Regions from separate parts of the Mus musculus genome. Here all the other regions are linked to region 1. Evidence: chromatin contacts called from public Hi-C and promoter capture Hi-C data. All regions are on one chromosome and are shown on one strand. The core of a region is the stretch at or near the end of the contact, and the rest is flanking DNA. Distances in the headings are between cores, read along the strand shown. Region 1 holds the start of Akirin1 (akirin 1). Region 2 holds the start of Zc3h12a (zinc finger CCCH type containing 12A). Region 3 holds the start of 9930104L06Rik (RIKEN cDNA 9930104L06 gene). Region 4 holds the start of Yrdc (yrdC domain containing (E.coli)). Region 5 holds the start of Mtf1 (metal response element binding transcription factor 1). Region 6 overlaps Inpp5b (inositol polyphosphate-5-phosphatase B).

The links. Promoter capture Hi-C pulls out the DNA fragments that hold promoters and counts their contacts. Hi-C and Micro-C count contacts between places; a contact is called where the count stands out from the background. Capture Hi-C pulls out chosen DNA fragments and counts their contacts.
Region 2: a contact with region 1 is called in a Hi-C map of B cells, with 6 read pairs. The contact joins the promoter of Zc3h12a here to the promoter of Akirin1 in region 1. A contact is called at or near these places in 2 of 39 promoter capture datasets (liver and pre-B cells), 3 of 484 Hi-C or Micro-C datasets (B cells, CD4 T cells and CD8 T cells) and 1 of 115 datasets of contacts at active chromatin or transcription factors (double positive thymocytes).
Region 3: a contact with region 1 is called in a promoter capture Hi-C map of pre-B cells, with 3 times the contacts expected there. The contact joins the promoter of 9930104L06Rik here to the promoter of Akirin1 in region 1. A contact is called at or near these places in 5 of 39 promoter capture datasets (the 3T3-L1 cell line, hippocampal neurons, liver and 1 more) and 5 of 484 Hi-C or Micro-C datasets (CD4 T cells, CD8 T cells, Th1 cells and 2 more).
Region 4: a contact with region 1 is called in a promoter capture Hi-C map of adipose tissue, with 4 times the contacts expected there. The contact joins the promoter of Yrdc here to the promoter of Akirin1 in region 1. A contact is called at or near these places in 4 of 39 promoter capture datasets (the C10 cell line, hippocampal neurons, liver and 1 more), 1 of 484 Hi-C or Micro-C datasets (CD4 T cells), 3 of 115 datasets of contacts at active chromatin or transcription factors (astrocytes, embryonic midbrain and pro-B cells) and 2 of 9 other capture datasets (adipose tissue and liver).
Region 5: a promoter capture Hi-C map of liver shows a contact between it and region 1, with 3 times the contacts expected there. The contact joins the promoter of Mtf1 here to the promoter of Akirin1 in region 1. A contact is called at or near these places in 5 of 39 promoter capture datasets (the C10 cell line, frontonasal cranial neural crest, liver and 1 more) and 2 of 115 datasets of contacts at active chromatin or transcription factors (astrocytes and large pre-B cells).
Region 6: a contact with region 1 is called in a promoter capture Hi-C map of hippocampal neurons, with 3 times the contacts expected there. The contact joins the enhancer-like site here to the promoter of Akirin1 in region 1. A contact is called at or near these places in 2 of 39 promoter capture datasets (cranial neural crest and hippocampal neurons) and 4 of 115 datasets of contacts at active chromatin or transcription factors (astrocytes, embryonic forebrain, large pre-B cells and 1 more).

What each region holds. Positions count from the first base shown.
Region 1 is chr4:123,748,364-123,752,812 of GRCm38.p6, forward strand. Akirin1 (akirin 1) reads right to left here and starts at 1,936. Exons shown (of 5, transcript NM_023423.3): 1 at 1,585-1,936. The coding sequence starts at 1,801.
Region 2 is chr4:125,125,849-125,130,297 of GRCm38.p6, forward strand. Zc3h12a (zinc finger CCCH type containing 12A) reads right to left here and starts at 2,033. Exons shown (of 6, transcript NM_153159.2): 1 at 1,919-2,033; 2 at 758-1,234. The coding sequence starts at 1,200.
Region 3 is chr4:124,934,796-124,939,244 of GRCm38.p6, forward strand. 9930104L06Rik (RIKEN cDNA 9930104L06 gene) reads left to right here and starts at 2,253. Exons shown (of 5, transcript NM_177573.3): 1 at 2,253-2,538; 2 at 3,645-3,922. The coding sequence starts at 3,648. It overlaps Cdca8 (cell division cycle associated 8), which reads right to left and starts at 2,122. Exons shown (of 10, transcript NM_026560.4): 1 at 1,794-2,122; 2 at 1,560-1,688. The coding sequence starts at 1,887.
Region 4 is chr4:124,848,224-124,852,672 of GRCm38.p6, forward strand. It overlaps Yrdc (yrdC domain containing (E.coli)), which reads left to right and starts at 2,536. Exons shown (of 5, transcript NM_153566.2): 1 at 2,536-2,943; 2 at 3,470-3,584; 3 at 3,677-3,796. The coding sequence starts at 2,552. It overlaps Mtf1 (metal response element binding transcription factor 1), which reads left to right. Exons shown (of 11, transcript NM_008636.4): 11 at 1-1,577. 1110065P20Rik (RIKEN cDNA 1110065P20 gene) reads right to left here and starts at 2,341. Exons shown (of 3, transcript NM_001347196.1): 1 at 2,299-2,341; 2 at 2,009-2,210; 3 at 1,262-1,739. The coding sequence starts at 2,333. The coding sequence ends at 1,644.
Region 5 is chr4:124,800,379-124,804,827 of GRCm38.p6, forward strand. It overlaps Mtf1 (metal response element binding transcription factor 1), which reads left to right and starts at 2,171. Exons shown (of 11, transcript NM_008636.4): 1 at 2,171-2,265; 2 at 4,282-4,449. The coding sequence starts at 4,333. Inpp5b (inositol polyphosphate-5-phosphatase B) reads left to right here. Exons shown (of 24, transcript NM_008385.4): 24 at 328-1,133. The coding sequence ends at 443.
Region 6 is chr4:124,763,385-124,767,833 of GRCm38.p6, forward strand. All of the region lies in intron 7 of Inpp5b (inositol polyphosphate-5-phosphatase B), which reads left to right. Among named protein-coding and RNA genes, the nearest start is that of Gm12915, 14 kb to the left of the region's middle. Within about 2 kb of position 2,652, at least 37 of the 459 cell types and tissues checked have an H3K27ac peak or open chromatin away from gene starts, as enhancers often do. A contact at or near this core is called in hippocampal neurons, where this site is marked.

The DNA.
Region 1 (4,449 bases), core at 686-3,185:
GAAATAAAATTTTTGTTTCAACAGACATTTATGCCTCTGCCTTTTTGAAATGGGGGTCTTCCTATGAGGCTCTGGCTGGTGTAGAATTTTTAGGTTCACTTGATCTTCCTGCCTCAGCCTTGCCTGCCCCTGCTTTTGGGGCCCTTCATAAAAACAAACAAGCAAAAAAAAAAAAAAAAAATCTTCCAACTGTTCAGTCATTCTGTGGGTGAGGCTATATATAACATTAAGTCACCAGGGAATTTAAATTGAAAAGATTGCATTGTGGGTCAGACTAGGTAATGGATGCAAGACTCTATTTAGAAATGATTCTTGGAATCAGCCGTGATGGGTTACAAGTCTGTAATTCCAGTCACTTGTGAGGCTGGGGCAGGAGGGCTGCTGAGTTCAAGACAGGCCTGGACCACACTGTGGGTTCCAGGCCAGTCTAGAGAGTGAGACACTGTCACAAAACAGCAAAGTGAAAGACTATTCAGATTAACAACCTCAAGGAAAAGATGGAGAAAGCAGGTCTAGTGGAAAGAGCAGAGCCACAGTTAAAGGAAATGGATGATACGACGACGTGAACACAGGTAAAGCTCGAGAGGACTGCTGGTGGCAGCAGTATCCTTGAGGGGCTAAGCACAGGAAGGAGGAAATGAAAACTAGAGGCACTAGAGACTGCAAGATGTAAGGGGGAAAAATGATTTAAAGGGACTGCAGGTTTTCCTAATGCTTGAGGAACAACAATAAGAAGAAAACAAAGAAACAACTTGGCCAAATCCACTTTTGAGGGATTATTTCTGGGATCCCTCTAATTTGCTGAATATGGGTGCTGAAGCGCGTTCCCTCCTCCTACTGCAATATGATAGGCATCTTTACTGCCCCATGAGTCCTTCTTTTTGCCTTGTCTAAAACGAAGTGCCTTACTCAAGTCGAGTCACTGTATTAGATATTTGAATTTTGAGTACAGAATCTCTGTATACTTAAGGATTCTCAAATACTAGCCAACCAACTACCCACTTCAAGCCATACCCGAAACAAGACAATAGCCACACGATAAAACAAGGTCAGTCCGTCTCTTAAGAAATAGTCTGGTTGAAATTGCATTCCATGGCTTCTGCTCCCTAAAGAATTCTAGAAATCAAGTCTTCCTAAAAGCACCTTGCGGCGCTACATACGCTCACGCCCCTTCCCCTCTATCCGTCTCCCGCCCCACTCATGGCTGGGTTCGTGAGCAGAATCCAATTTTCCATGGCCCACTGGATCTCCCGGGAGGTTCCGCACAAGCGGAGGCAGGAGGGGCTTCAGGGACACCAAGAGCCTTCGGCGGTCTGGGGTATCCCCACCTCATTTTGGTGCCCACCCCTCAGACTCTCCAGCTCCAGGAAACCCGAAAACCGACACTGTGGGGTCACTGCCCTTCCCGGATGTCTCTCGTCCCCGGAAGCAACCGGGCCCAGCAGCACCCCAGTTCCTTTTTCTCCCAAGGCCGATATGGGGTGCGGAGGTGATCTCGGCCGGTGTCCACGACCCCCGCACCCTCCCCGCCCCCCACGCCCGGGCCTGGCTTCCTGCCAAGTCCGCAGCAGCAGCGCAGGTTACCGGGAGTTGGAAGACGACGCTCGCTGCCGGGTGGGGCAGGCTGCTGGAGGCTCGCCGGCGGCGTCTGCATCTGAAGCGGCGGCGGCTCGGCGTCCGGGGGCCTGAGGCCCGGAGTGGGGCCGGGCAGAGGGGCGCAGCGTCGCCGCTTCGGGGAACCGGGGCTCAGCAGCGCCGCCTCGAACTCCATGGGCCGCTTCAGTGTCGCCCCGCACGCCATCCCGCGGAAGGGCCAGAGACCAGACGCAGACGCGGCAGCAAGGACTGCCCTGGATCCAACTCTTCAGCTACGGCTCCCAAGCCAAGCCGGCTCCAATGGCGCCTCCGGCACCCGGCAGCCGCGCTGGCCCCGCCTCCTGTGACGTCACGGGCGTGCGCCACCGCCCGGCAGAGGGGAAGAAGTCGGAAAAGGGCCGATCCGGGAGGCCCGCGAGCCTGGGCTCGGCCCATGGCGCCCCCTGCGGAAGAAGTAGGCCGGTCTGGGCGGAGAGCGTGGTCGCCTAGCAACACCCCCGCCCCCGCCCCTCCCAGGGCCCCCCCCTTCACGCTCTCTGCCGGAGTGGCCTGGGAGGTCTTTCGCACCTGCGCGGCAGGGGCCTCGGGGGCGGGGGATGGGAGAGACCCTGGGAGACCGGGGTTCCCTTGGCCGCGTGACCGATAAAAGAGGTGATTCTAAAGGGTTATCAAAGGATTTTGTCTTGAGTCCCAGGAAATCTTCACAAACATAACCGGGTTATCTAAGGATAGACTTTATTTAATCCACGAACCCTGTGCAATCATGGGCAAAATTGGAAGGGGAGGTGTGTTACAAATGAATGTATTTTGGGGATAGATGACCCGGCCATTAATCGGATCACTAAATGGATATGTGTTACGCAAAAAAGGATTAAAAGGAAAAAAAAAAAAACAAAAAACAATCCTACCAGAAAACTCACTGGCTTAAACTGTCTAACCAAGTGATACCAGGGTGTTAGGAACTTCCCCTGATAGCTGATTTGGCAGTTGGCTTCCTCATCCGACTTGGCAACTCAGACTGGTTCTTCCTCGGGTCAATCGAGATTCTCTGCCGTACTGTTGGCTGGAAAATGCTTTTGATATTCAGCAAATGAATAGAAAACAGGGAGGTTCTGCTTTAGGGAACTCTGGTTGTAATTTTCCTGGGGAGTAACTCCAGTGCTTTCAAATACATCAATAGAGTCATCAGAACAACACCTCCACATTCAAAGCCTTTCTGTAATTATTTGTATATTAGTGGCTGTGATTCCTGTAATCTGGCTTTAACATTATCTCTGTAACAGATTTTTCTAGAACAGTCCAAATTTTAGATACTCATTTCTAATTGCCAAGATGGCTGTCACAGTACTTCAACACACTTGGGGTTAGACAATAAAGGCATACTATCTCCAATCTTCCTCCTCCTTCTCCGCCTCTTCTTCCTTCTCCTCCTGTTCGTTTTGGTTGCTTTTCTCTGAGTCCTCTTCCGTTTCTACAAACTCTTTAAAGATCATAACATAGGTCATATACTTTCACATTTATTTCTGTAAAATATAAGACAGCACAGCATACCAAATTGCTGGTTTTCTGTTTGTTTTGCCATATTGGGATTCAAGCCTCCCTAGGCACATTACCCATGTTAAGTTTATTTTAGCACATTTATTGTCAATATAGATGTAACGTGGTTTAAACTAAAATCTAGAAATAAAACATTAGAGTTTTTTTTAAAAAAAAAAAACCTCACAATTATCTTGGTGGTAAATGACTGAATTTAAAATTCAGTTCTGAGCTTCTTGAAGGCTAAAGAAAAATGAAACCATAGTCATGATGAATAGGTGTTATCTGAATGGAACCAGTTCACCAGAGGACACAGACCATCATTTTGTGTATCACTTTAATTCCAAAGGTAGACTGTCATGACTTTATTAGGAAACAATGATGTAATAAAGCCTTTAAGACCGCTTGCATGGCTGTTTCTATGTTCAATAAAAGCCAAGGACATGAAAAGCCACTTCACGATGGTTATTTTTTAAGGGGACCTAAGAGCATCAAGTAAATTGTTTTCTTGTGGTATAAACAGATCCAAAGTGAACGATTAGAAGACTTGAAAAGTATGTCCCTTGGGTAGTCATTTTAAACACACCTCTCTTAGTAGGGTTTTGCTACGTGCTTTGGTAGTCACTCTGTGATCCTTTAAAACATTGAGTGTGCCTTGGAATATTAGTGTTTTAAAGGAGGAAGCTGTAATTTGAATATATGTCTAACTGTGCTTCAAAACCATACATTCCTTGAGAATAACAAGGAAGCCTTTATTCATCTGTATTTCCCCACGACTTGCACAGTGAATGTGGCAGGAATAGACACGGAATAAATATTAGTCAATGAATAAGTGGTAATTATTATTCTATCTCTGAAAGTTGATAGACCACATTGTTGAATGAGGTGGTTTTTAGATGATTCAGAAGCCAAACAAGTAGGTGGTATATCCTATGAGATGTTGCAAATGACAGTGGCTCAGAGACATGCCTCTGAGGGAGGTGGATGGGCTGCTCTGACAGGATGGAAACGCAGTCCTTATGAGGTCACCACACTCCAGGTCAACTTTGTTGTGAGTGATACAGTGACTCGACTAGGCATGTACATGCATGCACCCAACACACGTAATTGAGCATCTCTGTGTAAGGCATCAGGGCAACCAAGCTTTGTTGCTGTAGATACTTGGATATGAAAAGAGGCTTGCTTCCTGTCCTCCAAGGGTTTCTAGTCTGCTAGAGATGACAGATACTAATGAAACAGTCACCACAACAAATATCTAATTATAATCTCTGACAAGTACTGGGAAGGAAAGGGACAGGAAGTAAGGTGAGCATACAA
Region 2 (4,449 bases), core at 783-3,282, 1.4 Mb after region 1:
ACCCGTACACACGCATCTGAAGATGCCAGATCTGACCAAAAGGTCACAGCTGGTTAGGGCTAGGAAGCTCTGAATAACTAATGAGCCTTGCTTCAGTGGGAGCTCGAGTCGGGGACAAGGAGATCCCAGAAGACTCAAGTCATGGAATAACATCTGTCCACTGAGTACTTCTTCTTTTTTGAGACAGGGTTTCTCTGTATAGAACCTGGCTATCCTGGAACTCACTCTGTAGACCAGGCTGGCCTTGAACTCAGAAATCTGCCTGTTCTGCCTCCCAAGTGCTGGGATTAAAGGTGTGTGCCACCACGCCCGGCTCCACTGAGTACTTGTAACTCTCCACGTTCTATGAATTTTCTCCCCACAGGGGCCACCTGAGTGGAAAGTTTGACAGGAGAAGAAAAAGCCCAACTGGCTAAGTGACTGGCCCACGGGTTAATCCCTTATACTGTCCTGCCTCATGCCGTAGGCAAGGATAGACCATGGCACAAGGTACACTCCAGGCAAAGAAGGCTGGGTTTGAATCTTTGCTTCTCATTTATCAAGAAGTGTGACTCTTGGCAAGGATTTGAGCTGTTTTCCTTCTTATAGCATTGGAGAAACAGCCCTGAGGAAGTCTTTAAGGCTTAAGGGGTTCCTTCTGGCACATGGTGGGATCTCACAGACAGCTTTTGTGTTCCTTCACCAGTCCAAGAGAAAAGCCAAGCCCCCTTCCCAAAGGAAGAGCTACAGACACTATTCCACAGGTCTCCACACATACCTCATGGCCACATTGCTTCCGTCGATGACCACAGGTCTCAGGTCGCTGCCCTCTCTGTCCTCCTCTGGGAGTGAGGGTTCTAGAGTGGAAGGCTTGGGGGTGCTTCCACCCCGGGGCACCAGAGGGGGCTGGGGGCTGGGGGCCGTCAGGGCCTGGCATTCTCGTTCAGTAGCTGAGCCATGCTTCACCAATTCCCCTAGCACCGTGTTGGTGTCTGCTTGGACTCCCAGCTTCTGCAGGACACTGTGGATCTCAGAGGACGAGTACCCCAGTTTACGGAAAAAGTCCACCTTCATCTGCAGCTCGGAAGTAGGGGCCTCTTTAGCCACAGGATCCTGGTCTGGCTGAGGTCGACCCTGGCTGCTGTGTCTGTCCTCAAGACTCCACAGACTCATGGTGGGGTTGGATTCTTGGACAGGCTTCGTTCCACAAGGGTCACTCATATTTCACATTCTTGGAATGTGTCCATCACAGCTCCTATTGACCAGACCACAGGGTTAAGGGCAAGCAATGCCCAATATAGGTCTCTTTCAGACTCTCTTCCACAGAATGGGGCAACACGAACTGAGAAGACGCTATTCAAAGCCATTCTCACGTGTCAGCCCACGCTGTGCTCTCAAAGAGCTCTCAGCATTAGTTATTTTTACAAGAGGGAGACCGAGGCACAGGCAGTAAGCGTTTACTCAAGATCATCAACTCAAAGTTTGTGATACAAACATTTGAACTTGGTCTGACTCCACCCCCAAACCCCGTTCTGTTCCATGCCAACCCAAGGGACCCAAGAGGCAGGGGCGGGGCTCTCAGAAGGAAACTGGGGCTGGAAGTGCGCAGGGGACCCAGGGGCTTCCCCATTGTGGCCACCGCCTTCGTCTCCGAGTCTCATACTTCGGCTCAGGGACAGAGTTCTATTCTGGGAAGGACAAGTTTCCGGGGTGACCCACGGAGAGAAAAGTTGCTGGGCGACTCTGGTTGGCTACCGGGCCCGGTGACGCGAGGAGGTCCTGGCTAGAGCCCGGAGAACGCCGGGTGCCCCAAGACACCCCGTTCCACGCACCAGGGTGAACTCAGCGGGGTCCCAGCGATGGAGACACTGCCCGCGCGCGACCCTCCCGGAGTCAGACCCAACGCAGCGCAGCACCCGTTCCACCCGGTAGCACTCACCCCGCTGAGCGCCGGACGTCGTCTGTAAGGTGTCCATGGAGCCGAGTCTCGGGCTCTGACGGCACCTTCGTAGCCGCGACAGGCGGGCAGGTGCTTTAAGGGCAATGACGCGGAAGCCGGGCAGGGCCGCCGCCCCTTCCTGCTCCGCCTCCCTCCTGCCCCGCCCCACGGTAGGTCGGAGCCGGCTCCGCCCCGTTTCTGAACAAGTCCCGCCCCAGCATCTCTAGCCACGCCCCTGGCCACACGAAGTCTGGGCGGCTCCAGGCTTGTACCACCCGACTGCTTAACGCCGGCTCTGCAGAAGCAGGTTCCGTGCACCATGCAAAACCGGAATAGAACGGCCTCGCAGGTTCACTTCAACAACTTGACACGTCCACCGGCTTGGTCCAGGTTTCTAGTTGCACAAGTTGAGGCCACAGCCGGCAGAGATCCGGCCACTCCAGTTCAGTCACATAGGTTGTGAACTGAAGCCTGTTCAGCGATAGAGTCACACTCAGGACCAGGGACACTTTTCTTGAAGTAAATACCTTCCCAAGACAGGAGGGCTCCACCACCACAAGTTGCATAGTGGTGGAGGAAATGCCAGGAAAAGGAGGGACATTGACACCAATCGCCATGGGAGAGTCCGTGAAGAATGCTATCAAGCAGACTGCAAAAACTCATCTTGTCCCTTATCCTCAAGAGGTCAAGATCCCTCAGTCGAGCACAGCCCTGTACATTATCATCCTGGGGCTTAGATATTGGACAGATCCTTGTGCTCAGGGACCTTCTGTTTTCTTTGGCTTTTGTTGTTCTTTCTGACACAAGGTCAAGCTATGTAACCCATGCCGGCCTCAAACAGCCCAGTGGCCCCATCCATCAGGATCCTGTGTGCTGAGGTTATAGGTGTGAGTTATCATGCTTGCTCCATTTACCTCTGAGAAATGCAGGAAAAAGCTGAAGGGCCTCAGCCATGTAGATCAAGATAGGAGGTCCCAGCTGGGTGTGGTGGCGCACACCTTTAATCCCAGCACTTGGGAGGCAGAGGCAGGAGGATTTCTGAGTTCAAGGCCAGTCTGGTCTACAGAGTGAGTTCCAGGACAGCCAGGGCTACACAGAGAAACCCTGTCTTGGAAAAAAAAAATAGGAGCTCCCACTCTGTAGCACCAGGGACCACTATGAGCATTCTGGGGGACACTAGTGACTCAGGGCAGAGGGAAGGGAGCCTGGCTGTCAGTGTGCCTGCATGCATGCACGAATGCATGTGTGTGTGCTAGAGAAGAGAGAGGTGCCCAGGAGAGGGAGAAAGGGAACCCAGGACCTGCACACAGGAAGACAAAGTCTATTATGTCACCAGCATGCTTGCATATAGGGAAACTGAGGCTCAGGAAGCCAAAACACTCAAAAGTAAGAATTAATTACTGTGTGTCAATACTTCAGTCATATCTCACCTGTCTAAGCAAATGCAGTTGTCTTCTAAGGACATTGGCTGTTTTAATAAAATGGTTTTATAGTAAAAGATACCACCAACATAGCTACATACATTCAGTCTAAAAAGAGATAACAATAATTTTTATTGACTTTATTTAGTTTTTAATTACCGTATTGATGTGCATGGGAATTTTGTATGCATGCCTGGTGCCCCAGGAGGCCACAAGGGGCTTAGGACCCCTGGAACTGGAGTTACAGATGGTTGTGAGCTTCAACATGGGTGTCGGAAATCAAACCAGGATCCTCTGGAAGAGTGGCCAGTGATCTTAAACACTGAGTTCTCTCTTCAGCTCCCAACAATAATTTTTAAAGCTGCATCTCTGTTATCTTTTGCAGGTTTGTTTGTTTGTTTGTTTGTTTGTTTGTTTGTTTGTTTTTCGAGACAGGGTTTCTCTGTATAGCCCTGGCTGTCCTGGAACTCACTCTGTAGACCAGGCTGGCCTCAAACTCAGAAATCCACCTGCCTCTGCCTCCCAAGTTCTGGGATTAAAGGCGTGAGCCACCACTGCCTGGCTTTCACGTAATTTTGTATACCACGTACATGCTTGGAGCCCTGGGAGGTCAGATTCCCCCCAGAACTGGAGAATGGATTGTTGTGAGCTGCCATGTGGGAACTGAACCTGGGTTCTCTGTAGGAGCAACAAGTGTTCTAAGTGGCAATTTTTCCAGCCCTGTTTTGGTTTTAGAGACTGGGTCTTATGGATTCCAACCTAGCTTTGACTCACTATGTAGCAGAGGTTATCCTTGAATTTTAACCCCCCCACACACCTTCTGCATACTGTGGTGACAAGAATGTGCCACCCTGCCTGGCTTTCCAGGTATCTATTGTCTAACTTGAAAACTAGGTGCCAGCCGGGCATCGTGGTGCATGCCTTTAAACCCAGCACTTGGGAGGCAGAGGCAGGCAGATTTCTGAGTTCCAGGACAGCCTGGTCTACAGAGTGAGTTCCAGGACAGCCAGGGCTACACAGAGAAACTCTGTCTCGAAACAAAACAAAACAAAACAAAACAAAACAAAACAAAACAAAACAAAACAAAACAGAAAACAAGGTGCCTTTGAG
Region 3 (4,449 bases), core at 1,003-3,502, 1.2 Mb after region 1:
TGCTTCCTCAGGGGTTTCACAAATGGCGGGAAATGGGCTGACATTTTTCTCTGGTCAGAAAACCACTCTTATCTTTTTTTTTTTCTCCTCAAGACAGGGTTTCTCTGTGTAGCCCTGGCTGTCCCGGAACTCACTTTGTAGACCAAGCTGGCCTCGAACTCAGAGATCCACCTGCCTCTGCCTCCCAAGTGCCAAGATTAAAGGCGTGCACCACCACTGCTCGGCTATGATTATCTTGTTATGTTCACCTGGCTTTGTTTCAGAAGGAGACTAACTTGTTCTGCTTATGTTCTGCTTCTGTAACCCCGCCCATTTTGCTTGCTAAATCCCCCATTTGAAGACGCACCCCCCCCCCACCCAACCACTGAGCTGTAAGAGACTTGACTTCCTCACATCCAATGCCGATCTCTCAAACCCAGCCGTAGGGGGAGGCAGCCTGCATACACTAATGAAAACGCTTGCGTTAATTTATTTGGCCGTGATGATTTGTGATTTGTCTTTTGTTTTTGTTTTTTATTTTGGTTCTTCGAGACAGGGTTTCTCTGTATAGCCCTGGCTGTCCCTGAACTCACTCTGTACACCAGGCTGGCCTCGAACTTAGAAATCCACCTGCCCTGCCTCCCAAGTGCTGGGACTAAAGGCGTGCGCCACCACTGCCCGGCCTACTCCTATCTTTGTAGTTCACAAGACAGAGCTGTTTGAGGATACTGTCCGAAATGAGCTCTGACAAAAAACAAATAATTTTTCTCTTAATTTATTCATTCATTTTAGAAGGCTGAGTTTGTACAAGTATTTCCCGGATGTGTGAAAATTATGTGAAATTGACATTTCAGTTTGCCCAGAAATCAAACTCATCACGGCTCTTTTGGAACTGTAACAGAAATGCAGTTCCAGAACTCAAGACTGTTTGTTACCTGGCCTGCTAAGGACAGTGGTTTGCCTACCACTGGCCTGGCTGGATGGCAGGCAGTTTCCAGTGGGGCTGAGCAGTAGGGTCTCCCCAAAAGATGGATGTGTTCTCCCAAAACACTCCCCCTGGATACAGAGATGCTGAGAAGACATGATGCGTCCTGCTCTTACAGTCCTCTCCCTCCGCTGTTAAGCTGCAGGACAACTCTTACTGTCCTACTGAGCGACTGCATCCCTGCCTATTGGCAGGTAGGCTAGCATAGGTTAGGTCATGTCAGTGCGGAACAGCCTCCCCCAACCCCTGAAAAACCTTCAATTATCAGCTCACTTTGTACTATAGATTTGAGATCTCGGCCTCGCCCCTCTTCCTTCAGGCCTCCATCATTCTATTTCTGGTATATCTCTTCTAAAGCTCTCCCATTCAAACGTGAAGGTGAGATGCACTGTCCTAATAGCGCTCATCTGAAGGGTAATTCATGCCTACTTCTTTCCTATGGGCCCACCATTCTTTTATAAGTTATGACAGATGGCAATTTCCTACCGGTGGTTATTTTAGACCTTATTAAGAAGGGGACATCTGAATGAGTCCCTACAATAAGCTTTCAAGATAAGCACTCGTTGGTCACGGGGAAAACGCTAGCAGCTCTTACCGAAGTAGTCAAGCCACTTCATCCCTTGCAGCGCCTTGGGGAGCCGAAGGATCTCGATGTTGTACAGATTTTCCACCTCCTTGAGGAGGGTCTGTCTGTCGGACTCAATTTGCTTGGTTCGAACTTGCACTGCAAAGAGGTGAAAGCGGACGGATCCCGCGTCAGGTGTGCGAAGCCGTCGCATCCGCGTCCCAACCCACCCAAAACCCACGATCACGCGAATCCACCCCTTACCCTCGCGGTCGAAGTCCTTCAGGAAGGAGGCGAGCTTCCGGCTCCGCAGCGTGTTGGTCCTGGTTCCGCGGCTGCTGCGTTTCTTGGGAGCCATGGCGCCTGGCTGCGTCGAGCGAGGGGCCAAGCAGCCGGCTCCGCGACTGAGACGGGGAGAGGGTGTGAGCGGTCGGAGAGCTGAGAAAGTTCAGTCGTTGGAGTCTAGGTTTCCAGAACTCTGCCGAAACCTACCTGCAGGTCCCAAAACACAGTCTGAGGAACCCTCACAGCTCCAACTAAGGGACGGGCGGCTCCTCGGTTAACCGCCACCCAATTCAAACTCAACGGGCACAGCCTAGCCAATAGCAAATCGCCGTCTTAGGACGGTTCTCACCACGCCCAATCACAATAAAGCTTCTTCTCCTTCCGCCAGCCAATCCTCATGGAGGACTTCAATGCCCAGATGTCATTGCGGCACACGCCATCTTTTCGCGACTCCAGAGTCGTGCTAACTGGAAGTAGAGTGGTGAGTTCGTTCTTGTGAATAAGCGCGGTGTAGTTTTTGATGTACTCAGCGTTGACATCGCAGGATTTACGTTTTCCTGTTGATTTAGGGCTGGAAATCTTAAAGAGAGGCGACAAGACTGACTCCAGAAGCACAGGTCCCGGAACAGACAGACCCCAGAGACTCGCAGTCTAAAGCAGATTGCCCTGTCGTGAAGAAACCCCTTCGGAAGACCCGAAGCAACGGTCTTCCTGCAGAGAGAAGGTAAGAGGACCGCCAGAATCAATATTCTTGAGTGTCCGCGGTTACAAGACAGAGACACAGCTCCACTCTGCAGCGTGGGGAGTTGCCCTAGCCTTTTAAGGACTTGAGCTCAGTTGATGGCCCTGACGCTGAAAAGAACTCAGCACTAGCTGAGCTCAGTTGATGGCCCTGACGCTGAAAAGAACTCAGCACTAGCTGATTTATGAAGCAGAGTTACATGAACATATTTGCTACGGGGCCTCACCATATAACGCTGGCTATCTTGGAAGTCTCTGTGTATACTAGTTTGGCCTCGAACTCACAGAGATCTGCTTGTTTCTGTCTTTCCAGTGCTAGGATTAAAGATGCATTCGACAACTCCCAGCCTATGGCTGTTTTAAATACAGGCATAAGCACAAGAATTAAGAGAGAGAGGCAGGCACCTAGGCATAAAAGACACTTGCATGCTCCTCAGAGAATCTCAGAAAGTTAGACATAGCCACGTGGGTATGAGATTCTCTAGGGAGATCAGCAGTTGATTTTCTTTCTTTTCCCCCAGTTTCTTGAGACCAGGCTGGCCTCAAACCCAAAACCCGGCTCTGCTTCCAGAGGGCTGGAATTAAAGTCATGTTACATTAGCCACAATTACTTATTTTGGTGGCTTTCAGTTTACATCTCAAAAGGGTTTCTAAAAACCCTTGTGACTCCCTTCAAACAAGAAGTTGTTTGATAAGAGAAGTAAGTGAGGTGGCTTTCAAGATTCTTTGATGGTATTAAATCCTACAGATGTAAATGGGGTAGTGTGTGTCCTTTCTCTGTAAATGGGATTCCTGGTGAGATTTCTAGAACATGGAAGATTTACAGCAGGAAGGAAGAAAGGCTGTTCACAGTTGGTAAGTGTACTTGCAGGAATTCTTCCTTCATTGTTGGCTGAAGGTGTCAGCCCACTTCCAGGACTAGGAGTTCTTGTTTGTGTCCCCCAAAGTCTCCCTACCTTTCATTATTGCCTTGGGACTATTTGAAGACCAACAGCTGGTCTTCTCCTGAGGTCGGAAATGACGCAGCCTTGATGCAGGCCCTCCCTTCTGGTACCCTGACTCCCTTTTGTTTTGTTTATTTTTTCCCAGAAAATGGCTCATGACCAGCCTCTGCTGGTTGTGCAGGAGGCCCTGAGGAAGTGCTTCCCTGTGGTGGAGGAACAGCAGAACCTGTGGCAGAGCACCCTGCAGGACTGCTCGCCCCTCCTGTCCTCTCTCAGTAACCTGGCTGAGCAGCTGCAAGCCGCACAGAGTCTGCGCTTTGAGGATGTGCCAGCCCTGCGTCCCTTTCCAGACTTACAGGAGCGGTTGAGGCGCAAGCAGCTGGAGGCTGGTGACGTTGTTCTGGACAAGCTAGCTGAGCGGCTGTAAGAGGCTCTGTTGTCCCCCTTTGTTGATGGACAGATCTTAATGCCGCATGGCATCCCAGCCTCAGTCAGGGGGTCCTACAGAAATCGACAAAAGCAAGTCAGGAGTAATCATGCTGGAGCTAAGTTGAATGTCTGTGAGTTCGAGGCCAGCCTGGACTACATTGTAAGACCATGCATGTCTTTAAAACAAAACAAAACAACCCAAATCAGGCCAGGTGTTTAATCTCAGCACTAAGGAGGCATATACAAGCAGATCTCTGAGTTCAAGGCCAGTCTGGTCTACATAGAGAGTTCCAAGGCAACCAGGGCTACACAGATAAACCCAGTCTCAAAATAAATAAGTAAGTAAACAAACAAATAAATAAAAATAACCCCAAACCAACTAAATAAATGGAAGAAATTACAAAAGCAGAAAAGAAGAGGGTGGCGAGGAGTGCAGCCCTCTTCTGTCGTTGTCCTTGGTGTACTGCAGTTCAGGGAGAGCTGGGAGTAAGGACTGTGTGTCCGGGACCTTGTACACCTCT
Region 4 (4,449 bases), core at 1,286-3,785, 1.1 Mb after region 1:
ACTTACTCTTAAATTCCCAACTGTAGAGGCATTTTAAATATACTCCAGCCAGTGCAAGATTTTCACAGATGAAGTTTGCAAGTGGTTGTGCTGTGACACAGATGGGAAATTGTCCATCTCTCCTCTGAGGCAGAAGGGGATGAGCCATAAAACTGGATCATACATATTTCTGATTGGTCTGTTTCTTGCATATTCTTGGATCTTGTTTCTTATGCCCCTGCTCTTGGGGAGGTTGGTCATTAGCCCAGGCATCTCTCACTGTTCTGGCGGCTTGAGGGCTTCTCAGTCTGCGTTGAAAATGCAAGTTTAATTGGATCTGTCAAATTATATTATAGTACAACCTTTTTCTAGAACTGGCGTGTAAAAACCATACACTGCTCCTTGGTGGTGGCTCACTGGGACAAAAATAGGTGATAATGTCATGTCACTTTCTCAATTCAATGCAATTTCTACTTTTTTTTTTTTTAAACAGGTAATGTTTTCATAAAACTTTTTTCCACCAAAATCTGGGGTGTTTATTGTAGTATCCCCGTGTCCCTCGAGGTGCCAAGTCAGGGGCTTGCCCGCCCTTGCCGCGGGTGTTCTCAGGCTTCCCAAGGGCTGTGTGAGTCAACAGCCTGCATCTTTGGTTGTGCTTTGGAGAAAATGTCACTGAGGTTGGAGTCCCAGGTAGCTAGTCCCTTTTCCTGGGAATTCCCTGTTGCAGTTTGGGGAAGGTGGCTGGAAAACGGGCTTTTCTGGTTGCCTGGCTCAGATCTAGCCAGAAAAGGCCACAAACTCTTTTCTAACACAAACTAATCATTGGCCAGTGGTCTTGGTGACAAGTTTTTAAGTCCCAAATAGTTTTATTTGAATTATGTAAAAGTACCAAGTTTATTTTAAATGTAAAACATGGGAACAACGGACTTCCACTGAGCGATATGAAAACGTTACAGGTTCAGTACTTCCAAAGGAAGAAACCTCCAACCCCTAAAAAGAATAAATACGAATTTGTATTTTTGAAGAATGTGAAATAATAGTGTTTGCTTAATTGCTCATTTTGTATAAACTTAATATTGTACTTTAAAATATCTGCTATGAAGTGAAAATTTAACTTTTTGGAATTGAAAAAGCAATATTAAATACTAATGAAATCTTAATTAAATGCTTATTTAAATCTGGTAGTACATGTGGCATTACTTCCCATCCCTGTCCCTGGTTGACACTCTCTTCCCACTCCCAGCCATCAAGTCTTGGAGGGACAGAAAAGAAAGGTCAGTCACCAGGGTCTGCAGATTTCCTTTTAATCAAGACTCTGCTCAAGTGTTTTGTGGGGCTGAGAGCCCCCAAAGCATGAAATGAACATGTAATACCACCTGGAACCCCCAAAGCAGGCCAGACCACTCTGGCCAGCACTGCTGGCTTCCTGAATCCGAGTACTCAAGACTGGATGTTTGTTGGCTCCATTTCAAAGCACAGTACTGCCTTCAGCCAGGACGACGTGGGAGTGAACCCAGCTGCTAGTAGAGTTGCCATCCCAGGCTGAGGGCCAAGTACCAGCAACTGCCCGTGAAGACTGGCCCCTTTTAGTGAAGGGAGTTGGTCACAGTCCAGCCACTGGCCCTGGAAAGGGACAGAAGTCAGGGTGCCCGGCTAGGGTATGATCAAGACTCCGAGGCTCCATCGCCAGCATCCTTTGGAAGGCCACCTCTGGCCGATACAGATGGCTGGGGCGGCGCTCCAGACTTGGCTGAACCGTTCTAGTTGGAACAGAAAAGGGGGGAGGGGGGATGAGCCCGGAGGAAAGGCCTTAAGTTAGGCCCCACAAGAATAAGGCCACTTGGCATCTCGACAGTACCATGCTTTTTCAAAACCTCGCTCAGATCAAAGGAAGTTAAGCGGTGGGGATGCTCTTCCACCTGCCTCCTTTGGAGCGGGGTGGGGGTGGGGAGCGCGAGCTAGACCAGTGCAGTGAGTGGGAAGCGCCCACCTCCCCAGGTCCAGCCCGGAGAGGGCACTGGGCACTGACCCCGCCACCAGCCGGTTCTGGGCGCCGGCGGCCCAGCTGCCGCAGCATCTCCTCACAGGCGGCGATGGTGTCCAGAAGCTGCCGCTGCCGCTGCTCCACGGCGTCCAGCAGCTGCTGGGCGCGTTCATCTCGGGGCGGCTGCGGGGGTGGCCTCCCGCCGAGCCCCAACCCCGCCTTCCCACGGTCCACGCCGGCAGCCTCCCTGCCCGGGAGAGAGACGGCGTCAGGGCCCGGCGCTAGGCGGCGCGAGGTCGCGGCCCCAACCCACCGCCCCGCCGGCCCGCTCTCACCCCCGTGACCAGCCTGCGCCGGGACCCCACTCCATCGCCGCCCGTGCCACCCGCTCACCACCCCTCCGCAGTCCGCCCCCCGCGCCGCGCGAGGAGTCCGCTAAGCCGAGCCCCGCCCCGTCCCCACCGTTCTCCTTCAAGTCGCCTGGGGGTCGCGGTCCCTTTAAGCGGCCGGGAGCGGAGGCGGGGCCGAGCCTCGCGGGCCGGAAGTTGCGTCCGTGCGTCACTTCCTCCCGGAAGCGGCTCGGCACGGATGTCTACGGCGCGTCCGTGCGCGGGGCTGAGGGCCGCCGTGGCGGCCGGCATGGGGTTGAGCGACGGGCCGGCTAGTTCTGGCCGCGGCTGCCGCCTCCTACGCCCTCCTGAGCCCGCTCCGGCGCTGCCGGGGGCCCGGCTGCTGCGGCTTCCGGAGAGCGAGCCCGTGGAAGCCGCGAGCCCCGAGCGCTCCGGCTGGACCGAGGCGCTGCGGGCCGCCGTGGCCGAGCTGCGCGCCGGCGCCGTGGTGGCGGTCCCGACCGACACGCTCTACGGCCTGGCCTGCTCGGCGAGCAGCTCGGCGGCCCTGAGTTGCGTGTACCGCCTCAAAGGCCGCAGCGAGGCCAAGCCGCTGGCCGTGTGCCTGGGCCGCGTGGCCGACGTCTACAGGTGAGGCGGCCCCGCTGGGGGCGGCCCCGCGGGAGGGGTTTCCGGTGACAGCCTCGGGAGACCGCGGCGTCCGCCGAGCGCGGGAGGGGCTTGTCCTTGCTCCCCGAGGAGGAATCCGGAACTGGAGATTGGTCGGGAGCGCTGACGGCTCGCCAAGATCCGCTCTAGACAGTCGGTCGAGAAGCTGAGTTAGGCGAGCATGGCACTCTTCTCCCGGTGCCCTTGTGATGGGCGGAGGGGAGGCCCGTTTCGGGGTAACGCCTTCCAGATGATTAAACGGATTGAGATTGTATCCACGTGCCACGGCGCTGTGGTTTTGTCCCCCAAGACAGGCGGATAGACTTAAAGCCCAGGGTACTCTGTGGAGTCTGTCTTCTGCCAGAACTCCGAGGAAGAGGGAGTAGAGAGTCAGGTAGATCTCGTTCATTATACACGCGAAGGGGACCCCTCTCCAGCATCTGCCTTAAGTCCCCAGGAAAGGTCCATCAGGGTGATTTGGAGAGGATTTGTGCTCCTTTGCCTGCAGGTACTGTCAGGTGAGAGTACCTAGGGAGCTCCTGGAAGACCTGTTCCCAGGCCCTGTGACCCTGGTGATGGAGCGCTCCGAGGAGCTCAACAAAGACCTGAACCCCTTTACTCGTGTGAGTCAAGAGTTTTCCCTTTTCCTGCGATCTAAATCAGACGCTTGCAAGCCCTCGATGTCTTCCTCACGTTCTCTTTTCTTGCTTCCCAGCTTGTTGGCATCCGGATTCCTGACCATGCCTTCATGCTGGACTTGGCCCAGATGTTTGGGGGACCACTTGCACTCACTAGTGCCAACCTCAGCTCCCAGGCCAGTTCTCTGAGTGTTGAGGTGAGAATTGGCCCCAGCAGGTTAAACTGCTGTTTCCTTAAAATCAACAAGGCTAACACTGTAATGGGATTGCCTGGCAGAAATTTGGGCCTTTGGTGCATGGGTGAGAAGGTTACCCATTTGGTGTTGGTTAGAGGAGGGTATCCGAATGAATCTTGGAAGGGGGCAGGTGGTGTACTTGTAAGGCCAGGACAAGGAGGCTAGGGTAAGAAAATCTCAGTCAGCCTTAGTTATTTAGGGACACTTACTTTTTTTTAATGATTTATTTTTATTTTATGTACATTGCTGTTTTGCGCGCGCGCGCGTGTGTGTGTGTGTGTGTGTGTGTGTGTGTGTGTGTGTGTGTGTCTAGGTGATGGTGTCAGATCTCCCGACCATGGAGTTGGTGATGGTGTCAGATCTCCCGACCATGGAGTTGTAGACAGTTATGAGCTGCTGTGTAGGTGCTGGGAATTGAACCTTGGTCCTCTACAAGAGCAGTCAATGCTCTTGACTGCCGAGCCATCTCTTTGCCCCTGGGAGCTTTACTTATTTTTCTTTAGAAAGTGTTGGAATTGTTTTATCTTGATAGGCCAAGGGAGAGCAGGTGTGGTTTTTTGTATCGATGATAATAGAAAAGATGTCGGAGTGGTGGTGAGCATCTTTAATCCCAG
Region 5 (4,449 bases), core at 921-3,420, 1.1 Mb after region 1:
TAAGGAGCCATCTCCACAGCCCCTCTTTATTTCTTGAGGCAGCCTCCCACTGTATAGCTCTGCCTGGCCTGGAACTAAAGACTGGTAGGAATAGAGACTTGTTTCTCCCCCACCCCCCAGTTGTTTGTGCTTTCAGGAAGGAACTACCTGGGCATAGAGGTACATGCCTTAATCCCAGTCTCAGGAGGAAGAGGCAGGTGGAGCCCCTGAGTTCAAGGCACCCAGGCCCTGCCTTTAACACAGAGTGCTTGAGGTAGTCTGTTCTCTCTCCTAATCACCCCCGTGTCCCAGTTGCTAAGTGGTATTTTCTGTTTCTGTCATGCACAGCTAGCATATTTGGCAGCTTACTGCTCCGGAACCCAGCTCGTCACCAAAAGCTTGACATGGCGGAAAAGAAGAAGGCCCAAGAGTTTATTCACCAGTTCCTCTGCGGTCCACTCTGAGCCTCACTACTCCTCTCCTGTTTTCCTTAAGGCAGCCACAATTGTCAGCCCCACCTGTTTCAGCTCAAGAACTGCCTTAAGCTGGTCTGAGGCTGCTGGAAGAATGGCAGCCACCTGTTTCTTCTACCTGAGCCTAGACCTGCCCCTTCTCCATGCCATTGGCTAGCACACCCATGCTGACTTGTGAAGACATGGGGGCAATCCACCATAGTAGAACTGACGTTCCACATTCAACTCTAGTTATTTAACACAAATAGCTCCCTATTCATTTTTATTTAAAAGTTTTAAGTAACTGTACTTTGCCTTATTCAGCCAGCCTCCAGGACATGCAGTCAGTGAGTTCCCCATATCCCGTACTGAGCATCTCATGGTCAGATACTTGGACTAACTGAAGTCCCTGAAGGAGAATGGCTTGGGGCGGCAGGACTCTGCTTAGAGGTTCCTGGATAAACAACTTTTAGCCATCCAGATGCTTCCACTGTCCAAGCCGCAAACATGTTCATGCATAGGGCACCTGTTCCCTTTCTGCTCAACTCCAAGGCCTCTCAGTCGCCCCCAAGAGCACTGAAGAAAGGGGGTTCTGGTGAAACAAGTGGGATTTTGTAGGATATTCAGTCCTCCCAACTGTATATAATGCAGCACCTCTCATATATGTAATATATTTTAATGAAAATGTATTTTTAATGGTGACTATGGTTCTCTCTTTTTTTAGTTATGTGTATGTGTGTGGTGGTGGTGGTACATGCATGTGTGAATGTGCTAGGAGAGGCCAGAGGCTCAGATCTCTCTGAAGCTGGATGTGAGCCATCTAATGTGGGTTCTGGTTTCAAAAGAACTCTAAGGTCAGAGCAGTCAGTTGGTCTTCTCTTCCCCAATCCTCCTCTCTCAAGAGATGGTAGTTCCTGGCAGCTAGTCCTTTGTGGCTTAAGAACAGAGCAGCTGATCTGTGGCATGCTGGTGCGCCAGAGTCACTTATTCAACCTTACTCAGAGGGAATGGCACAGCAGTTTGGGCCTGAACCCTGATCTAGCCTCTAAGAGCACTGCTCCAACGTAAACATTCGAGAGAAGTCGTTCATGGGGTAAATAAGCATTAGCTTATGTGAGAGTCTAAAAATTACATATACAGGAATATAATAGAAACACGAGAAAAGTATCTTCTTGGGCTTTGAAATATTGCTACCACCGAGTGGATTTCAAGGGTGGGTAGGATAAGTGTTAAGAGCTGACAGGGGACTGGCCAGTAGGTGGCGCTGACCCTTTCTAGAGCAAAAACCCTCCTTAAGGAAGGTTGGAACCGCTAGCTCCCGCGGGCGCGTGAGAACGAGAAGTTTCTGGAGGGCTCTGCTCAGCGTTCCGGTCCTGGGGGGGAGCCTCAGCCAGGTGAACTATGCTGCGTGGGTACAGTGGGGCGAGGAGAGGGATGCCGTGGGCTGGCCTACGCATCTGGAAGGCGGCGGCTGACTGCAGCCTTCTTGCTGCAGCTGTGGACGCAGCTGGGGCTGAGAACACCTCGACTTCACCGCTGATGTCGCGTATCCTCCCGCGCTCGAAACAGCCCGCTCTCTATGGTCAGCTTCCCGGTGCGGCACCGGAGCGCCAGACTCCACTCGCTCCGCCCACAGCCCGCTGGGGAGAGGCGCGGTCTCAGCCCCCTGGAGAGTAGAAGCCAATCACGAACAGCAGCAGGCCCAGGGCTCCCCGGGCCTCTCCTTCCTCCGGAAAGCGGAAGCGGAAGTGACGCTAGGGACAGGTGGGGGCAATCATGGTGCCGCTTGGGAGGGGAGAAGCTGCTGCTGCCGCCGTTGCCGGGAGCCGCGGAGGTAAAAGCAGAGGCTGGACTCGGCTGGGGCTGGAACTATCCGGGGGGTGCGGGACTGGGGCTCCCTGCCGTAGCCATTCCCGGCTGAGACTTCATTCCACTCACCCGAGGGACCCCACCCCTCCTCCGTTTCCATGGGGATGGGTATCCAGCCCCCCTTCTCTGTTTCCATGGAGACCCGGACCCTGCCCCTCTTAGCCCAGCTCGTAGCCCCCAGACTGCCTCGGGGTTTTTCTCTGTAGCCCTGGACTAGGGGTGCTTTCCCGGTCAGGGTCCTCATGCTAGTCTCTCAGAGGTGCTGGGTTCGCAGTCCTCGGCCACCCTCACACCTCCTGGTCTTGTTACAGAAAGTTGGTCTCTGCGTTTCCCGGGGCAGCCCACCGGGTCTCTTATCTCTCCTCTCAGACACCGAGAAACGTGTATTTCTGGGGTTGCGTAAGCAAAGGTTCGGGCTGGTTCCTCTCAGATTAGATCCCTTGACCTGTGCCTGGTAACTACCTCGCCTGCTTGTCACTCCGGCTAGTAAAGGCTCACTTTGCCGACTCTTGAGCTGAAGAGAAAGTGCAGAACCAGGTTGAGAACTAAGTGATGTGCTGGTTATTTTAAATTCTCCTTTTGTGTCTGCCAAACCCACATTTGTAGAACCTGTGTGTTTTCGGGTGAAGGAGGAATCACCATTCCAGACCATGAAAGCTTCAAATTTGGTAATTTCCTCAAGAGGCTATCTTCAAAAAGAGACCGTCTGCATGTCTGTCATTCATTTTGCTGATATTTCCTGAGCTGCTCGTGTCAGTATTGCTTATGTTAAGTCAGCCTTTCGGGTCAGAAAGCCTAGTCACTCTGTACAAGTGTACTCTCTGGTCCAGATCATGTTTTACGATATAAATAATTAAAGTGATTTGCATCAGCTACTCCTTATTAGGGTTTAGCCCCTCCACCTGATGTGTTCTAGAAATGACAGAAGGAAGCCACCCTTTTTCTTTACCTGCAGTTTCTCTTTCTGTATGAAACAGGAAGCCCTGGTCCCACTGTAGAAAAGCAGGCACGGATAGGTTGTCCAAGCAGTAAAGGGCAAAAGGAGGGTTTGGAGGTGGTTATGTTCAGAGTGTTGTTTCTGCACCACCAACTACATGAGGCCGTGGCACTGCCTCACGGTGTGTTTGCGGGGAGGGAGGGCATTGGGACGGGAGCACCTCACTGAAGGTTTGTAGCCACTCTTTCTTTAAACAGCCACCTGTTTGCTCTTTTATCCTCCTTAGCTTCATAGATCCATCTTTAAAGTATGTGACAGTAGAAGGTCTTGTGAATGCCAACTTTGAATTTTTTGGGGGAAAAAAAAAGATTTGCTTTTTCCTTGTCAGTGACTGATTGTGTCAGATTTTAAGTATTTCCAAGGAACATAATTTTTTTTTTTTGCTTTGGTTTGCCTCTGTGTGATTGAGTATGTGTGTTTGATTCTTTTGAGACTGGGTTTCTCTGTTTAGCCCTGGCTGTCCTGGAACTCACTCTGTAGACCAGGCTGGCCTTGAACTCAGAAATCCGCCTGCCTCTACCTCCCAAGTGCTGGGATTAAAGGCGTGCGCCACCGCTGCCCGGCATGCGTGTGTGTGTGTGTGTGTGTGTGTGTGTGAGTGTGTGTGTGTGTGTGTGTGTGTGTGTGTGTGTGTGTGTGTGTGTGATTCTTACTGTGTATCTCTGGTTCACCTGGAATTCAAGAGAGATCCAGCTTACTCAACCTCTCAGGTGCTGGGTTAAAGACATTCACCACCATTCCTAGGCCTGGATTGCTCTCTCTCTTTGTTTTGAGACAGGGTCTCACCACCAACTCTGGTTGGCCTGGAACTTGATATGCAGACAATGCTGGCCTGGAATTCTCAGAGGTCTGCCTGCCTCTGCATTCCAAAGTCTGGGATTAGCACTTTGCTCTTTAAAATGAGGGAAAGTGATCCCTAAGGATCCCTTGAGGACATAGGTGTGTCTTGGGCTGTGGTTCTAACTCTGGTGTTATCTATTGCAGAAAGGCCGTTACCTTTCCATTTCTCACAATTGGGCTGAGCACACGTGAGCCATGGGGGAACACAGTCCAGACGACAATATCATCTTCTTTAAGGGAGAGGAGGATGACCTAACCCCGCATGACAAGATGCTCAGGTTTGTGGATGACAACGGACTGGTGCCTTCCTCA
Region 6 (4,449 bases), core at 1,402-3,901, 1.0 Mb after region 1:
AGGATGAAGAGGGGCCCCAGAGGAAGAGTGAGTGGATGGCAGGATTGCAAAGCCGAGATCAGGGATGGAGGGAGCTGCTAATTGCACTGAGAGCTCAGGAAGGTGAGCATAGATGTGGGTCATAGTTTTCCCTGGATCCCACCCAAGTATAAAACATCTGTGGGGACTCAGGAGACAGAGAATGGCTGAGCTGAATGGCCCTGCTTACAGTGACCCATGCATGATGTATGGCCATTTTCAGAGGAGGCACCAGGCCTGAATCTACACCAATAGTTATGATAGCTTCCAGCTACCGGTTATATAAAGTAAAATTAAAAATTGAGTTTCTCATTTGTTGTAGTCACGTTTAAGATGTTTAGTCTTTTTAATTGTCACACTGTTGGGCAGGGCATCTGTCCACAAACATCCTCCCCGACCCCCAGATATATAGCCCTGGCTGGCCTGGAGCTTGCTATGTAGATGAGGCTGGCCTTAAATTAAGAAAGAGATCTACCTGCCTCTGCCTCCTAAGTGCTAGGATTAAAGGTATGTGTAGGTATGTTCAATATGTTTCTGTTTTTATGTATATTCATGTGAGTGTATATGGGTGGGTAGGTATGTCAGTGCACCTTTGGAGGTCAGAGGATGGTATGGAGTCAGTTCTTCCTACCTCTATATGGCTCCACAGATTAAGCTTGGCAAGTGCTTTACCCGGCTGAGCCATCTTACAAGCCCAGAAATAGGATTTTTTGACTTGGGTTTAAGTATACATTTTTACTTTCATGTAAAAGTAGAGACTTGGGACTGGAGCGATGGCTCAGCAGTTAAGAGCACCGACTGCCCTTCTAGAGGTCTTGAGTTCAATTCCCAGCAACCACAGGGTGGCTCACAACCATCTGTAATGGGATCTGATGCCCTCTTCTGGAGTGTCTGAGGAGAGCTACAATGTACTCATATACATAAAGTAAATAAAACTTAAAAAAAAAATCCAGACTATACACGAGGCCTGGCATCAAGAGTTTGAACCGAGGCTCCTATCTTCATATTGTAGTTTTGGGTGTTGTTTGACTTATAGAGGGCTACTGAGGGAAGGATAGCTTCAAGTTAGTTATGGAAAAAGGGTAACCATAGGAGGAAGAGATTGTTCATCTTCTGTAGCTGAGGAAGCAAAGGCTTTAGGTAGGTTGTTCTAGGTCATGTACAGTAAGAGGCAGTAGATCTAAGTTTCTGACTCCAAAGCCAGTGTCTCTATATAATATGTAAGCCTCAGATTAGGGCTGGGGATATGGCTCAGTGAAGTAGAAATTATTAAATGGGGGTTCCTACCCTATCTTTGATCATTTAATCCCCAAATAAAAGACATAAAACCTTTATATTTTTAATAAGCCTTGAAGCATTAGAGCTGGGTAGATATCACCTCTCTATGTTACTTTGTGTACATCCTTGTCAAGATCCCCGAGATATGACTTGTTGTGTTCTGCCTGGGCTGCTCCTATTCCAACTGGCCGGTCCTCAAGGCCATGCTCTCACGTCCCATGACATCTTCTTCCTTTTCCTCTTCCTCCTCTCCCTCCTCTTGTTCAGACTCTTAGTCTAAACTGAAGCCCTGCCTAACTCTCTTCTGCCCAGCTACCGGCTGTAGACATCTTGGGAGGCCATGGCTACATAGCATCACTTGGTATACGTGAGGCTCTCTTCTTGGGGGCAGGCAGATCTTGGGGGCCTGTGTTAGCATTACAGTACGTAGCAGCAGACCAAACCTCACCAGCTCAGTTGGGAGACTGCTTGCCTCAAGTGCACAAAGCCAGGGGGTTGATCCATAGCCCCGTAACAACTGACTGGACGAAGCGGCACACACCTGCCCTGCAGTCACAGTTCTTTGTAGATGAAGGCAGGATGATCAGAAGTTGAAAGTCATTCCCTTCTTCATACTGAGTTTATGGCTAGCTTAGACCACGTGAGACCCACCTCAGAAATAAAGCCAAGATAAAATGCAAGAGAGAGCAGAAATAAGCAACGAGTAAAGCAGCACCGCTGAGAGATGGCCATTACTAAATAGTGGCTGTGCGCCCTTCTGGATTTTCTTTGTTTATAGATTTTTATTTTCTGATACTGTTGAAAAATCCCTGGGTGTGAAGTCACCAGCACATCTCTAATCCCAGCACTTGGAAGGCAGAGTCAGGGAGATCGACTGAGGCCAGCCTGTTCACAAAAGCAAAACCCCCAAACCCTGATTCTGCATGATGTAGAAAGAAAAGCTTTAAAAAGAGACTGAGTTTGAAAGAGTGGGGTTGATTGTATGGAGGGTCTGGACGGAGGAAAAGTGTGTGTGGGGGGAAATGATATGTTTTTTAGTTAATTTTTGTTTGTTTGTTTTGTTACTATTTTTCAAGACAGGGTTTCTCTGTGTAGTCCTGGTTGTCCTGGATCTTGCTCTGTAGACCAGGCTGGCCTCAAACTCAAAAAAGAGATTTCCCTCCCTCTGTCTTCCAAACGCTGGAACCAAAAATGTGTGCCACCACCGCTCGGATTTAGTTAAGATTATTTTTTAAAAGATATTTCATTGGCTTACAGTTTTGGTGGCCAAAGTCCAAGTTTGAGCAGCCCCGTCTGTTCAGCGGTGTTTGGCAAGAGGTCACACTGTGAAGGCAGAAAGGTTCAGGGCCAGGGTTGTTCTTTTTGTTGTGACTAGCCATTGAGGGAGTTAACCGGTGTCTCACAAGAACAGCCTTACTCCCTTCTGAGGCCTCAGCTTTTAGAGGTTCCATCAGCGCTTGCCATTGCTAAATGAAGGGTAACTTTCCAGAGAAGCCTGCGGACAAGCTGCATCCAAACCCGAGCGATATGTCTGTGTTGTCTACAGACAGGTGTTGGTTTCTAAGTGCCGCGTATGTGAGCATAGATTCACAGTCCTTTCTAGCGCATGGCGATATAGCTGGCTGCCTTCTGCGTCATCGCCGTTCAGCAGCATCTTTGCTGTTTCCTTGGTAGTTCTGAACTCCCAGAAGCTTTCGGGGCTGACAAGGATTTTTGTTTGGCTCGCGATAGATTTGGCATTGCAGCTTCCTTTTGCCGATACGAGTCTATTTATAGACTTTATTTACCCAAGCATCGCTATTCATAGATTACACTGTGTCTCAGCTTCTACTGGGATTGCTATCAAAGTGGTGTAGGTCATGTCCTATCATTCTTAAGTGTCCCAAATCCTGAATTCCAGTGTACACTGGGCTCGGAGGTTTTGAAGTCAGGCTCCGTGGGTCTGTGTTTGGCTATACTGTTCTTCAGGCTAAGAGGAACATGTTGCCTTAAAAGGCAACATTATCTGCAAGGTTTGTGTGGGAAAGTTGTTGCTGTTGTTTTTTTTAAGATGTTAATGCAGAGTCAGAATTAAAAAGGAAGGAAGAAAGATTGGTAGATACCTCTCCACACCCAGATCAAGCTGCAGTGGTTAGGACTAACTAACTAGACTCTCAGTGGGAGGGAGTCAAGTGTAGGCATGGCAGGTAGTCATCAAGAATGCATTCAGAGATCAGCCCTAAGAAATGGGCCCAGTGAGGAGAAGACAGGCCAAGTATGCACGGCCTGTTATGGCAAGCCAAGGGCCACATGAAAGAGTCTTCTGGCTCTCGAGCTAAAGAGGCAAGACTTCTCAGACAGCTGAGTTACTTAGGGCACAGACACAAGCTCGGGAGCTGTGTGTGCAGGGCTCCTAGAAGCTGGAAGCAGGGCCAGCAGGTTCAGTTAGCCTCCGCTGTATAGCAAGTCCCGGTCACAGAAGACAAGCGTGTGGAACAGGGGATCCAAGTTCAGTTTCCAGCACCCACAGACAGCTCACTACCGCTTATAGCCCTGGCTCCGGGGGCTGGATGGGGCGAGAGAGATGGCTCAGCTGTTGAGTACTGACTCCTCTTGCAGAGGACTTGGTCTCATTTCCCAGCACCCACATGATATCTCACAGTCATTTTGTGCCCCATTTCTAGGGGATCTGACACCTTTTGGCCTCTGTAGGCACCAGTCATACATGTGGGATGGTCAAATACTCGCATATGTAAAATAAATACTTTTTAAAATTAAAAAAAAAAATCTTTAAGACTGAGCATGGTGGTTGCATGCCTTTAACCTGAGCACTTGGGAGGAAGAGGCAGACAGATCTTTGGGAGTTCAAGGCCAGCCTAGTCAACATTGTTCACTCTACTACAGCCACAGGGCTACATAGAATGATCCTGACTCAAAAGTAAACGAACAGTAAACAGATTAAAAATAAAAATAAATCTTTTAAAAAAGCAAACCTCAAAGCTGAGATGTAGAGATGGCTCAGCAGGTAAAGGCATTTTGCTGCCAAAATTGACAACATGAGGTCAATCCTGGAGGCCCACATGACAGAAGGAGAACCAAACCAACCAACTCCCATAGGTTGTCCTCTGCCCCCCCCCCCACACACATAGGCACATACTCATGTGTGCACACACA